Regions from separate parts of the Mus musculus genome. Here region 1 is linked to region 2. The links are chromatin contacts, called in public promoter capture Hi-C maps. All regions are on one chromosome and are shown on one strand. The core of a region is the stretch at or near the end of the contact, and the rest is flanking DNA. Distances in the headings are between cores, read along the strand shown. Region 1 overlaps Akt3 (thymoma viral proto-oncogene 3). Region 2 overlaps Sdccag8 (serologically defined colon cancer antigen 8).

What was found. Promoter capture Hi-C pulls out the DNA fragments that hold promoters and counts their contacts.
Region 1: a contact with region 2 is called in a promoter capture Hi-C map of the HPC-7 cell line, with 3 times the contacts expected there. The contact joins two enhancer-like sites. A contact is called at or near these places in 10 of 39 promoter capture datasets (the C10 cell line, the HPC-7 cell line, cranial neural crest and 4 more), 1 of 15 datasets of contacts at CTCF or cohesin (pro-B cells), 2 of 484 Hi-C or Micro-C datasets (the HPC-7 cell line and cortical neurons), 3 of 115 datasets of contacts at active chromatin or transcription factors (differentiating embryonic stem cells, embryonic basal ganglia and embryonic forebrain) and 1 of 9 other capture datasets (embryonic tail).

The regions. Positions count from the first base shown.
Region 1 is chr1:177,147,527-177,154,049 of GRCm38.p6, reverse strand. The region is part of intron 1 of Akt3 (thymoma viral proto-oncogene 3); the gene reads left to right. Among named protein-coding and RNA genes, the nearest start is that of Akt3, 98 kb to the left of the region's middle. Within about 2 kb of position 3,334, at least 80 of the 459 cell types and tissues checked have an H3K27ac peak or open chromatin away from gene starts, as enhancers often do. A contact at or near this core is called in the HPC-7 cell line, where this site is marked.
Region 2 is chr1:176,872,733-176,879,822 of GRCm38.p6, reverse strand. Sdccag8 (serologically defined colon cancer antigen 8) reads right to left here. Exons shown (of 18, transcript NM_029756.3): 11 at 5,125-5,259; 12 at 1,717-1,833. Among named protein-coding and RNA genes, the nearest start is that of Sdccag8, 62 kb to the right of the region's middle. Within about 2 kb of position 5,467, at least 7 of the 459 cell types and tissues checked have an H3K27ac peak or open chromatin away from gene starts, as enhancers often do. A contact at or near this core is called in the HPC-7 cell line, where this site is marked.

The sequences.
Region 1 (6,523 bases), core at 2,085-4,584, 280 kb before region 2:
AGCAAAAGCTTTGAAAGTAGACAATGAAATTTGGAAGTTTTTGTCATTCTCAAAATGTAAAACAGCTTTAGGTAGTTTAGAAATGGATAGATTTACCTACAAACCTTTGATCAGATTCTGGAGCCTCAGTGTTTCAGAAGCCATACTCATCATTATCCCATTAAAATTTCAGAGCTGGCTTTCAATTTAGGTTTTATACCTAATTGGAGCTTTCAGCCTTTAAATATACTCCTAACCTGACTTTTTTTAAAAAAAAAGTTAAGCCAAACTCTTGCTTTTTATCTCTATGTGGGTGATGAGATCAGTCACTTTTTATTACAAGGATATTTTTATTATGGAAAATGGACAAAATTACGTCGTATGTCTCTTTCATATATACAAAGATAAACTTGGGCTAGTGAGATGACCTAGTGAGTTAAAGAGCTTACCACCAAACCTGATAGCCTGTGAAAACAGAACTTATTATTTATTTCCACATGTTGTTTTCTGTCCACCACACGCTACCCCAAAGTAAATAAGTATAAGATAAATTAAACAAACAAAAAAGCCTTTACAAAAAAAATGTAACCTCAAAACAAAATGCTTTCAACTTATATAGTAGAAGATATTTTTTAATTATTTATTTACTTTTTTTTTCTTTTTTACACTCCAGATTATATTCCTCTCCCGATCCACCCGGTCCACCCTCTCCCACTGTTGCACATCTCATACCTCCTCCCACCACCCCCTGTCTCTTCAAGGATGTCCACACCCTCCAGCCCTCTCTGAACCGAACCAGACCTCTAAAACTCCCTGGGGCCTCCAGTCTCTTGAGGGTTAGGTGCATCTTCTCTGACTGAACCCAAACTCTGCAGTCCTCTGCTGAATATGTGTTGAGGGCTTCATATCAGCTGGTATATATTGCCTGTTTGGTGGTCCAGTGTTTGAGAGATCTCAGGGGTCCAGGTTAATTGAGACTGCTGGTCCTCCTACAGGGTCCCCTCCTTCTCAGCTTCTTCCAGCATTTCCCTAATACAGCCATAGGGGTCAGCAGCTTCTGTCCATTGGTTGAATGCAAATATCAGACTCTTTCAGCTGCTTATTGAGTCCTTCAGAGGGCAGTTGTGATAGGTCTCTTTTTGTGAGCACTCCATAACCTCAGTAATAGTGTCAGGCCTTGGACCTCCCCGTGAGCTAGATCCCACTTTGGGCCTGTTGCTGGATCTTCTTTTACTCAGACTCTTCTCCATTTCCATCCCTGCAGTTCTTTCAGACAGGCACAATTATGGGTCAGAGTTTTGACTGTGGGATGGCAACCCCCTCCCTTACCCGATGTGCTGTCTTCCTGCTGGAAGTGAGCTCTATAAGTTCCTTCTACCCACTGTAGGGCATTTAACATGTTTTTTAAAACAAGGTTATTCATTTTTCTGACATTCAATTATACTAGATTAGTTATTATATAATGTTTCTTTGTATATTTTTAGAAAGGAAGTCATTTTATCCCTTTAGTGGATTTATACCTTTTTTGTATAATACCAAATACTGTCTTGATCTTGTTACTGTAATTGTATTTACCAATATAGAAAATATACAGGATCACAAATGTTGCTGGTGAGTATTTTCCAAACAAAACAACAAACCAGTGGTAATCCAACATAATGAACTTTTAAGATTTATTCATATTTGACAGTGTTTAATAAACTGTAAAGCAATATACAGAGATGATTGTATGACCCAGTAATAGTATCATTAAGGGAAGCTACTATACAGTAGTAAAGGATAAATTTTATGTCTTTTAAGCCAAGGTAGAAATGCATTATAGAAATTGATTGTTGGTATTTGCTGGATGGAGTTCCTTGTTTCTTCTGACTATAATTATGTCTAATTTCTAGAATAGGCCAAATCTTCTAGAGTGTTGGGATAGTATTATCACTGATAAATATATTTCAAAGTGTAGTCTAGTTAGAGTTTTTTGGGGAGGAGGTTTGTTGGAATAATGTTTCTTTAAAAATTTTACTTTAAATGTCCCCCACATTGATCAGAAGGATACTTGCAGCAAATTGTAGTCGCTTAGACGGCTGCTTTTACTTCCCTAGAAACTTTGAGGATTCCCATGAGTTCTAGTTGAATAGTATGTGTTTAGAACATAGATGATAGTAGTTAGGTAAACACACTATCTGAAGAGGAACATTGATCCCATTAAAGTAAATTTACCAGTGTTTAAACCAGTAAACTAATGGAACATAATTTTCTAGGTTTTTATTTTTTTTGTCAAAAGAAAAGTTGGATGTTAGAGCTTGATAACAGTTTATTAATGCTGTTAAAGTCTTTTTTTTTTAAGCAGTGAGATGTTAAAGAATTTTGAAGTGGACAAAAATATTAGAGTGTATCTATATCTAAGCATAAATATGCTTATTTATATTTTTATAGTTTATACATATCAAGCATAAATTATATATGTATTTGTGTGTGTGTGTGTGAGTGAGTGAGTGAGTGAGTGAGTGAGTGAGAAAACTATTCTATACTGTATTTTGTCAGTCTAGAACAGTGCTTGGCACAGTACTATGTAATAGCAGAATTTCTAACAAAACAAAACAGTTCTAGGGCACATAGAAGGAAGTGTTTCTTCTAGGTTTACTAATATGTATGAGTGAGAGTTCTATGTGCATTAATGAAATTAAACAGATGAGATTAGTAAAAGGTCATTCTCATGGAGGCCTTATCTCTGAGGTTGCTGTAGAAATCTTATCCACTATCATACTTTATTTTGTTGGAATTTTCTGAATTACTAACAACTTAAAAACACTTCAATGAACTTGTATTTGTTAAGTTTTTTTTTTTTAAGAGTTAAGAAAGACACTTTACAAAGTGGACTCATTGTTTAATTTTGTTTTGCATTTTACTAGATTGCTGTGCTAGGCCAATAAATTAAACCTAGGCAGTTCTGTTGCTAATTACACAAAACTTCTCTTGGTATCAGATATTCAAATCCATTTTATGAATATGGTAGAGAGAATAACAACTGTAAAACAAAGCAGTATGCATGTAAGTGACTGTTAGCGTGCATTTCAGAAAGGATAAATGCTCACCATATGGTACAATTACTGTGTCCAAGTTTTCAAATTAGCTTCTCTCATCCTCCTTATTACTGTCTTTAAAAAGAGAGGAAAAAAACCCAACATGATTTATCTACTCTGCAACAGAACTCTTGACGCAAAACAGCAGCCCAGTTCTGTCCAGTTTTTTTTTTTCCTTAGCATAATAGAGGCTGTCGGACTTTTTTTTTATACTAATTACTGTGTGAGCCTCAGATGAACCCCTTCAATTCACAGGGCTTTGTTAAGGGAGGAGCTGTCAATGTGTCTGCCCGTTTGCAGCTGTGCTGTGGCTTTAGCTTGCTTAACATTATGCTGCTTTTTAGACTTGACAGAAGGGATTTTTTTTTTTTATTAAGGCAAAGCAGCCTTGTAACGAAATGGTTTAAGCAGCTGCATTGTAGGGAAGCACAAAGAAGTTATTATTGTGTCTGTTTTGGGGGGGGGGCGGTAAAGGGGGAGATATTCGGCTGCTGTTGATGCCGATTGTTGACTTGCCATCTGCCAGATAGGGAGAAGAAAAAAATGACAGCTCCAGCAGGGTGTTCAAGAGGTTGTTTGGAGAGACGCATAAACATGTGCAGATGTCGAACTGAATAATAGCTAGAGCTGGAGACGGTTTATGATGCTGCTGATGTTTGTGCATATACAGAATGAATGTATGTGTGCATTTGGTTAACCAAGGGTACATACTAATTATCATTGTTTTCCTGCATGTCCCCCTCCTCTGATTTTGTTAATTAGTTTAGGAGTGTAATACTTCCTCTTCCTTCTCTTGTTCACGTCTAAGCTTTAAAAAAAAACTTTCTTAAATGGCAATATAAACTTTCTTACTTTTCTACAAAGACAGTAGAAAACCCAGTTCATTAATGTTTGATGTGAATTTCTAACTGGTAACAAAAACTTTTGATTAGTAATCTTTTAGTTCAGTTACCATCTTCTTAATGATTCCACTGACAATTTAACTGGGCAGCACTTAAAACTATCATTTGAAAGTGGGTTGATTTATTCTATAGTTTACTACTAGAGTAACTTAATTAACTTAATATCACATTTATTTTCTTGAGTAATTCTATAAAACTTTAAACCCAGATGTTCCCTGTGCTGCAAGAAAGAGAGAGAGAGAGAGAGAGAGAGAGAGAGAGAGAGAGAGGCAGAGAGACAGAGAGAGAGGAGGTGTGAGTTACATTGGCCTTATTTTTAAAAATAATATTCTTTCTCTTTGTTTTTGTGTCTTTTAATGGCTGGAATCCTCATCAAGCATTAATGAGTTGATTTTTTTTCCCCCCTTGGCCTTTTGTGGCATTAGGTCTTAGATTTTTGAATATCTAGAATCCTCTTAGGTACATATGTAGAAGTAAGTGTATTTATTCAAATGTTTTCCTTTCATCTCAGATAATTGAATGATACAGTGATGTTATATAGAGGTTTTCCAAGTTTTTTTTTTTTTTTTAAGAATACTTCAGTTTTTGGTAAAAGTTGAATAGCAGTATGAATGAAATGACTAAAAGAGAGAGCCTCAGTTTTTAAATTTCCCCTTTAAAACTCTGTAGGAATTTTTAATTAAAAAAGAAACTGCTAGAAGAATTAATAAGAAAGATTGCTTATTTTGAGTTTTGGTATACTCTCGCCATTTTAAACATGTAAGGTCTTGTTGCATATTTGTTAAGTAAAAATGCCTGAAGTGTGGTTGAAAGGCCGGCATCCTGATAGCTTTAGGTCCATGATAATGTTTTTCTGAAAGGGTTATTTTCTACTCCTCATAAAGAAGTCAAGTCTGGTCTTTCTAGGGGGAAAATGTATTTTATTTTCAGTTTCTTCTCCAACAACTCTAATCTGTGCTTGCTGAGAAAGCATAGTCACCCGTTTCACTGGACCTCTCCTTTGCCTTTGTATTTCATTAGGAAATGTAGAATTATGCACATATTATTTGTAGTTTCACACTCAGTCCTGAGACCCTTCCTAACTTTGGGACAAGCAACTGACATTTTTCACATAGAGTTTTTGTTAAATTGAGAGTGTGATTTGCCAGAGGTCAGTATGTTAATGAGCAGCTGACTAAAGCAAGCTTGAGGAAAGCAAACTTGTCTGTCCATGCTGTAGTAGTCACTTATTTGCTCATTTCTTCAGAGCCATGTAACAAACCTTAATACAGGCCAGTACACATAGAGACGTGATTGAAATAGTAAAGGCAGATTAATTTTGAAGTTAAAGGGACTAGATTTAAATATCACTTAGATATGTGAGCTTATAAAAGTCACTTAAACTGTTTGAATTTAGTCTACAAAGGAAACAATAGCTGTCATTGCAGGAACTTGAAAAGACTAAGTGAAATAGTACAGTTAGCATTTCGGGAACAAATTCAGGAGTGGCTGTTAGTATGATTTTATTTTCATTAGGTGTTAATGAAAGTCTAGAGATCATAGATACAGCAGTCAAAGTATTAAAGTGTTTTATGGGAAGTAAGTACACAAATTTCTAGAGGCTATGTTAAGGGAGTAGTCACAGGTAGGAGATTTTTATCTTGGAATCCAGTGTTTAGTGACTTATTGTTGTTCCATAAATCTGGAGGGAAATAATCTGTTTAAAGAGAATGTGGAGAAAACTGTTAAACGTAATATTTTAGAGATGTATTGTTCACTGATAGTTTCATAATTTATATATTATAGTCACTTGCCTATTTAAAAATAAGTATGCATTTGTTAAAATACATTAAATTACAACGTCTTTAATAGTAATCTTAAATTATTTTGGGGGTATGTTTTTGTCTGCTATTGCAAATACTAGAACTGAACAAATAACACTAACAATATTGTTTTATCTCCTGAGGAAGTTTAAAACATTATTTGATTGTCCAAACTTTTTATTTTGTAAATGAAAAAAGCTGTCAGCCCCCACTCCCCCCTTGAACAGAAGTGTTTCCTTGGAGGAATTAAGAAGAAATGCTTTTATTGAGCTAATGGAGTCAGTGAATTCCCTAGAGTATGAGTAATCCCCACACAGATGTAGGTGGTGTTTTTAAGCTTTTCTTTTCAAAATGTTGTTTTTCTTAAGCTTATAGTCTATAAAGTATGAGTGAGTAAAATTGGATGATGACTGAAGCAAGGTGTGATGTGCTCTGGAGACTGCCTTAATCAGCAGAGATTAAGATTAGAGATTGCTTCATAGGAGTAGAGAAGTTGAGAGTGGAGAATTTCAAACAAGAAATTGGTTGCACTAGGAAAAGTGGCATATGCCATTAATCCTCATAATCAGGACGGTGAGGCAGAAGCAGGTTGATACTATGAGTTTGAGGCCAGCCTGGGCTGCATAGCAAGTTCCAGGACAGCCAGAGCTACAAAGAGAGACCCTGTTTCTAAAACCCATTAATTAATTAATTAATTAATTAATTATTAATAATAATGACTATGATGATGCTTTACTGACATGACACTTGTTTAAAATGCTAG
Region 2 (7,090 bases), core at 4,218-6,717:
ACCCAGGGAATGAGAAGCGACTACGTCTGAAACTGTCTGTTCAGGACAAACCAGTTACAAAGAGCACCTACAAACTCTCCTCACATTCTGTTCCAGGAAAAAACAGGAGCATGCAAACCTCTCCTCACCCTCACAGGTTTACTGCTACAAACTGGGTCCTCCCCGAGGGTACAGCTTCACCGCAACGGCACCACTAAAGATGACCAGAGAAACTTAGTATTTCAGTCCACCAGGGAGCACGGACGCTCTCCTTCAGTTTCAGCCTTTGTAGCATTATGGGCTGATTAAGAAGACAGCATGCTAAAGAAACAGACACTAGAAGGGATTTAATCTAGGTTATTCATTTCCTAAGACACTCACTCTTGTTACTGTAGGGTTTTGCTTTGTTTTTTGTATTGCTAAACATGATAATGTGATTTTAAATCATCCCCAAACTCTTTGCTTCTGTGTTCTATTAGTAGGAAATATTATACTTCTGTAGTTCAGTATAATAACTCAAAAGATATTTAATATTACAGAGTGTGCCAACCTGACTGCAAAACCCTGTAGGATATCAGAAGGAAGAGAGCACTCCACTTGCTTAGGAGTCCTAGGCTTTCAATCCTTGACTGAGGGAACTTTCCATTCTACTATCAGGGACGCCCCCAACTGGACAAAATAAAATCAGTACATGCTAATATGGAAAGATCTTCTAAGATGTAGAACTCATCATAAAGTTGCATCTACTCATATAAAAACTACTTTTGTTCTGGTTGTCTGGGTTTCGGCTGTGATTTGAAGTATTCTGCACAGGGCTTCATTAGCACTTCCATATTTAATACTTTCCCCATTGCATTTATGTCATTTGTCATCAACAGCTGACGGCTTGAAAGGGAAAATATGTTGAAAATATGATAGAAAGCCTTGCTTAGAAATATGTTGTAAAATTATCTGGAGTCACCTACTTCTGAACTGTACGGATATCTCTAAATTATTGATACTGATACCTCAGTCATATTATTTTAATAGAATACACAATCTGCTTTTCTTGGCTGTAAAGAATGCAAACCTTCAATGGCCTATAATGTAACATAAAAATAGAACATCAAAAGTCAATCTGCCAGAACGTTCTCTTTAAAAGCTTTCCCCAGAGTCAATTAAAATTGGAGTATCTATACAATCTCAACAGAGTTATAACATAAAACATCTGTTCAAACTGAAATTGAAGCGAGTAGCATTTTCCCTAACATTTCTAATTTCACTGTATTTAGGCTTCCTGAGCACACAGATTCATGGCTATCGTAGTTAAAACTGGTCCAACTCTGCCAACAATCAATTTGATTGACATATTTACATATCAACTCATCTCATCTTACAAATTTTAAAGTTTCTCATTTAAAATTGGATGCAAGTTGGCATCTTTCAAGAACTTTATGTGCGTATATTTTAGGTTCAAACTGTGCATTAGAACATTTTTTAAAACTTTTTCTAAGTAATAGATACATATCCAAATGTATATTTATGAACTGTCAAATTGGAATTTCATATGCAAGCAGTTGATTCTCACTACTTCATGTCAGGCGTCTATAAATGAAATTCTTTTAATAGTATGAACTGGGTCCTTACATTAGTTAGAAACATTATAAGAGAAATAGTGCCTTAGGGATAAAACCACAGCAACTTCAGAAAACATGTTACTAACAGCTCACAGCTGACTGTGCCAGCGTGCTTCCTTACCTGGACTTTCATTTCAAGATCCTTGTGAGACTTTGCTTTGTATTCTCTGTGTTCCTTTTCCACCTCATCCTTCTCCATTTTGGTTTTATTCAACTGAAAGCGCATTTCTCCACACACCTGTTAGATTGTAAAAACAGATCAGTAGCCTCTGGAATCAGCAGAGAAATATCTACAATTAGATCCTTTGGTGCCCCCTAGAGGACACACAGATAAAGTACACCAAAACTTTTCTAAGACTTGAATATGGTTTAAGATTTTGGAGGCAGTATAAGGAAGCATTGAGAAATGGCTAGCGATGTTTGCCACCAAGTTTGATTACCTGAGTTAATCTAAAGGTCATGCCTGGAATGAGGAAACTTATTCCTTCAAGTTGTCTTTTTAGTTGCATGAATGCCACAATGTACATTCATTACCCTCTCAAAATCAATCAAAATCTATAAAATAATGCAATGTATAACTAAGGAATAGAAGTTAATTTTCAGGATTATATTATATAAAACAGTTTCAAATGAATATTTTCAACGAAAGGCACTATCATCTGAAATCACGCAAGCTAAAATCAGTAATTAAAACAGTTAAAGTCTGTTATTATTCACACAGATGGTCATTCTCTCTATATTATAAAATATCTTTTAAAAAACTTCAGCTAAGATTTTAAGAAAATTTTTGTGAGGACAGTTTTTGCTAATAAACTATATTGTTGCTGTTCAGGTGTACAATACCAGCATTTATTATAAACCATACAGCCAGCATTAACCACACTGTTGTAGGTATGCAATGTGACCTAAATACCATAAAATAACTTCTGGTAAAAGTCATATGCTGGCTTTAAGCATGCTCTACAATTATAACTGTAGCAGTCTACATAAGAGGAAATATACATTAGAAGTGAAATAACTGTGATATTATTAAATAATATATATAACACCTTTAAAATGCTGCAAACTATTCTGTATGTAATTTACTTTTCTTTAGTCCAGGTCACTCACACGGAGAAACATATTTGAGAAATAGAATTATCAGGAAAATCTAAATAAAGAAACGATGAGCCTTTGCTATAACTGAGAACCTGTAGAAAGTTGAGTTACATCACAACGCTTTCTCTGACTTTCAGATCTGCCTTTTAATGGTTGCATGTTATCTAATGGTTATTCCTGCCTGAAACTTTTCAATTTGGCATTTCTTAAAAAATGAGTTTTAGAAGCTTTGAAAAGTTTTGTTGTTCTTGAGTATTAAACTATAGTAAAGTATGTAACCTACATGCCTCCCTTTGCTCAGATAAAAAGCTCTCTAGAAACAATAAAGGCAGCAGAGTTCCAAAGCTCTGACAAGACAGAAACACAGCCAACAATGCTGCTCCATGGGCATCAGAAATGCTCGCACCATACACAAGTCTATCTGTAATGCATGAGAGTTGATTCTTCCATTCAAAACACTATAAACTTAAAATGCTAAATAACCTGTTCCAAACTGTTTAGCTTCAATAGGTGGACAGATGAATTGGACAACCCTCAATTTATAACATCAGAAAAATAACAATTTCTCAATGATGAAAAACAGAGACTTTATCTAAATGTACTCCATGAGAAATGTCTGAGTCGAGTCCTCTAAAAATCACCTCATTCTTTAATTTTAACTCTCACTTTCTTAGTCCTTTCAGCTCATTGCTTACTGTATTCATCTACAACAAACCTCGAAAGTAAGTCTAGGCATTCTACTGAGGCGGAATTATCATCTGAGGACTGGAGGTTTTCTCAAAGTCACTTAGTCTAATGTGTCACTCTCTGAAGTCTGAGTCCTGTTGGGCAGCTGTGGAGACAAACTCATTTTTTCCATCACTACACTTCATTAAAAGGTGTCTCCTATAAGGAATCACAAACAAGTACCATGGCTTCCATCCCCAAACCTGTGTGTCCATTCTTCTACAGACCCATCTGCATCCCTGTCTCCAGACAAACAGACAGATGGAAGTAAATGGAGAATTAGAGAGAGAAGAGAAACAGCTCCTTTTGTAAATTGTATAAGTAGAAATTAATGTAAAGGCTAAAAAAATTATGATTAATTAATTTAAAACAACAATAGAATAAAATGTATTAAAATTTAAGGAGATATATTATTGTATTATAATATTACCTATAAATTTAGTGATAATGAATTGATTTCATTTATATATGATGTTTGGAAATATTTGCTTTCTTACTGGTCAAGGGACTTACTTGAAATCCAGACAAACTAGTATTTCTTAAAATAAATCAATTAAAACCACTATATGTTTTAGTTCTCACTTCACTGGTCAGAGAGGCCCAAGGCACGAATATATAACTTAATCAATAAAATAAGAATATGCCAAATATAAGATGAAATTAAGAATTTAATAGAAAATGTTGATTTTAAAAGTAGATATGAAACAGAAGAGAGAGGAGGAAACTTCTTATATCAAACAAACCTTTCAGCATGCCTTAAGCAATTATTGGAAAGACCGGGCTCATACTATCTACAGAAAAAGAATCACTCCTTGCTAACTTAGACAGGTAAGTTTTGTTAAAAATTCAACAATTAAATAGAACTATTCACAAGTCTGTCTTTGCCAATTGATTTTTTGCTACAAATTAGCTTTGGATTTTCAGTACCATAAAATAAGAGGAGAGGAAGAGGCGATTATAGTAATGGCCGTTGACAGACTCACTAAAGTAACATTTACTATTCTTAAAATAAAAAGACTTTGTATTCTAAACTTCTTTCTAATGACATATGGAGCTTTGGATAATAAGAAAAGTAGTTTCAGTGGCCCACACCATTAATCTCAGCACTTGAGAGGCAGAGCAAGGCTGGATTTCTGAGTCCCAGGAGAGCCAAGTCTACACAGAGGGGAAAAATAAAAGCAAAGAAAAAAAAAAAAAAAGAAAAAGAAAAGAAAAATGGTTTCAATGCAATGAGATTGCTCAGAGGGTCTGAAACCAGAGGTAGATCTCACAGTGGAAAGAGAAAATTGACTCTGACCTCCATAGGAGTACCACGGTGTGTGTGTGTGTGTGTGTGTGTGTGTGTGTGTGTGTGTGTGTGCACGAGCATGCGTGCTCCCGTGTGCCTGAATACAGCACACACATGCACATCACACAACATGCACACAGAACACACACACATGCACACAGTACACACACACATGCACACATAACACACACACACTCACACATACACTACATACACACGTAACACACACACACCACATACACACATAACACACACACCACACCACATACATATACAATACATACATACACATATCAACACCACACACATACACATAACACACACACAATAATAAAAATAATAAATAAATTTAAAAGAAAAATGTTTTCAAAGAAAACATGTACTTAAGCCAATTATTAAAGCAAAACTTTCTCGGACCTTTGTGACGTCCATTTCCTGAGACGCAACGTGGTTCTGAATTTCCTCTAAGTGACTGACAGCTGCAGTCTTCTCCCTGGTGACCTTTTCAACCTGGGCCTCCAGCTTGGCAATATTCTGAGACAGGATCAACATCTGTGAGAGGAAACAAAGAGTCTCAGCAACAGTATTGAGAATATGAAAATTAAGAAGTTATTTCATTAGTTTGTTGTCTACCAGCTACTGGGCTCAACACTCTTTCTCTGTGGGCTGGAGAGATCCACTTCTCTACCTTCTCAGCTCACCTCATAACCTGGAATGCCTCTTTCCTTCCTATTCATTCCCTGGCCTCTAACCAATAGTGAAAGGTGTCAACAATGAAGTCTAAAGGTTGTTTGAAACCCTGAGATAGCAAATATGTTACAGTACAGACTTCAATGGAGTCCTTTCAAAGGGAGAATGGGGACCAGAAACTCTTGGGTCCTTTCCCACATGATCATTAACCATTAGAAAGAATGAGGGGGAGGACAGGGAGAGGGAGGAGAGAGGGAGGGAGAGGGAGGAGAGAGGAAGAGGGAGGAGAGGGAGGAGAGGGAGAAGAAGAAGAGAGAGGGGAGAGAGAGGAAGAGGGAAGAGACAGAGAGGAAGAAGAGAGAGGGGAAGAGGGGGAGAGAAGGGGAGAGGAAGGAGGAGAGGAGGGAGAGGGAGGAGAGAGAGGGAGAGGGATAAGAAAGAGAGGGAGGGGAGGTGGAGAGGGAGAGGGAGGCGAGGAAGAGGGACCCTTCCCCAGTCAACAAGGGAGTTCTCTGCAGTTCCTCTGTTGGCACTGCCCATGTAGCCTCCATTAATGAGTGTTCCTCAGTCCTATCAGGAATCAGCCCTGGTAGATGTGCAATTATCTCCGTCTTCCAGGAATCCCTCCTTGAGGCCAGTGCCCAGCACATAGCCGGCTGGGGTCTTTCACACAGGGGGCTGCTACTTAGCTGCTGTGCATGGGAACTCCCTGCCTGCTCTGTGCCTGTGTCTGTTCTCACTGTTGCTATCCACGCCACCCTGGCCCCTGGCCGTATTCTCACAGTTGCACTGACATGGAATCCTGCAGCACGCTCTGAGTATCCACCTCATCACCCTCCACCTCTGTACACCGCTGGCGTGGCGCTTGATCACACCCGGTCATTGTGTTTAGCTGTCTCTTTGGTTTTTGACTAGAAGTTCCTCAAGGACATGTTCATTAAAAGGCACCAAATGTTCCAAGAGTATATGGATGAATAATTAGGATAAATGGCTTTTCTGAGGGAGTCTGTAGATAGCACCAAGTCCTCCTTATTTCTCCTTGGAATTAGAAACATTTTCCAGTCCTTAGGCTTAATGGTTGAGCTGTGTTCAGTGCTTCCAACTTTTCAGTGCTAACTTGTTAGTTAACACTGAAAGTGAAGGAATGCAGCCCTGGGCACTGTGTCTGTGGAGACAGAGCGAGATGCTTGAGCTCCATCACTGCCCCCAGCACGTGGACTCTTCTATACATGAAACACTAAACTGGTGCCCTATAAATAAGCCCAATAAACTCACTAGTTCATATATCAAAAAAAAAAAAACAGGGGAATCAGAGACATTAATGGGGATAAATGTCATCAAAATATGTTATATACACGCATGAAAACACACTGATGAGGCCCATTATTGTATATAATTAACATGTGGTAATAAAAACTCTTACATTGTCAATACTGAACAAAAGCTTACAGTTAAGTAAGAGCTTTACAGTCATCAGGTGTCTGCACTTGAATTACATAAATAGCATACTTGACCCACATGAAAATAAGAAGCCCTGAAGATACTAAGTTAGAATGATCAACTAAGTGACTTTTCCTGAAAATCACAGAGAACTGTGTATGTGATTTACAGTTATGTCTCAAACATTAAAGGTTGTCTGAAAACTTCCTTGGCACAGAGCTTTGCTAATAACAAACTACAAAGTATCTTTGTG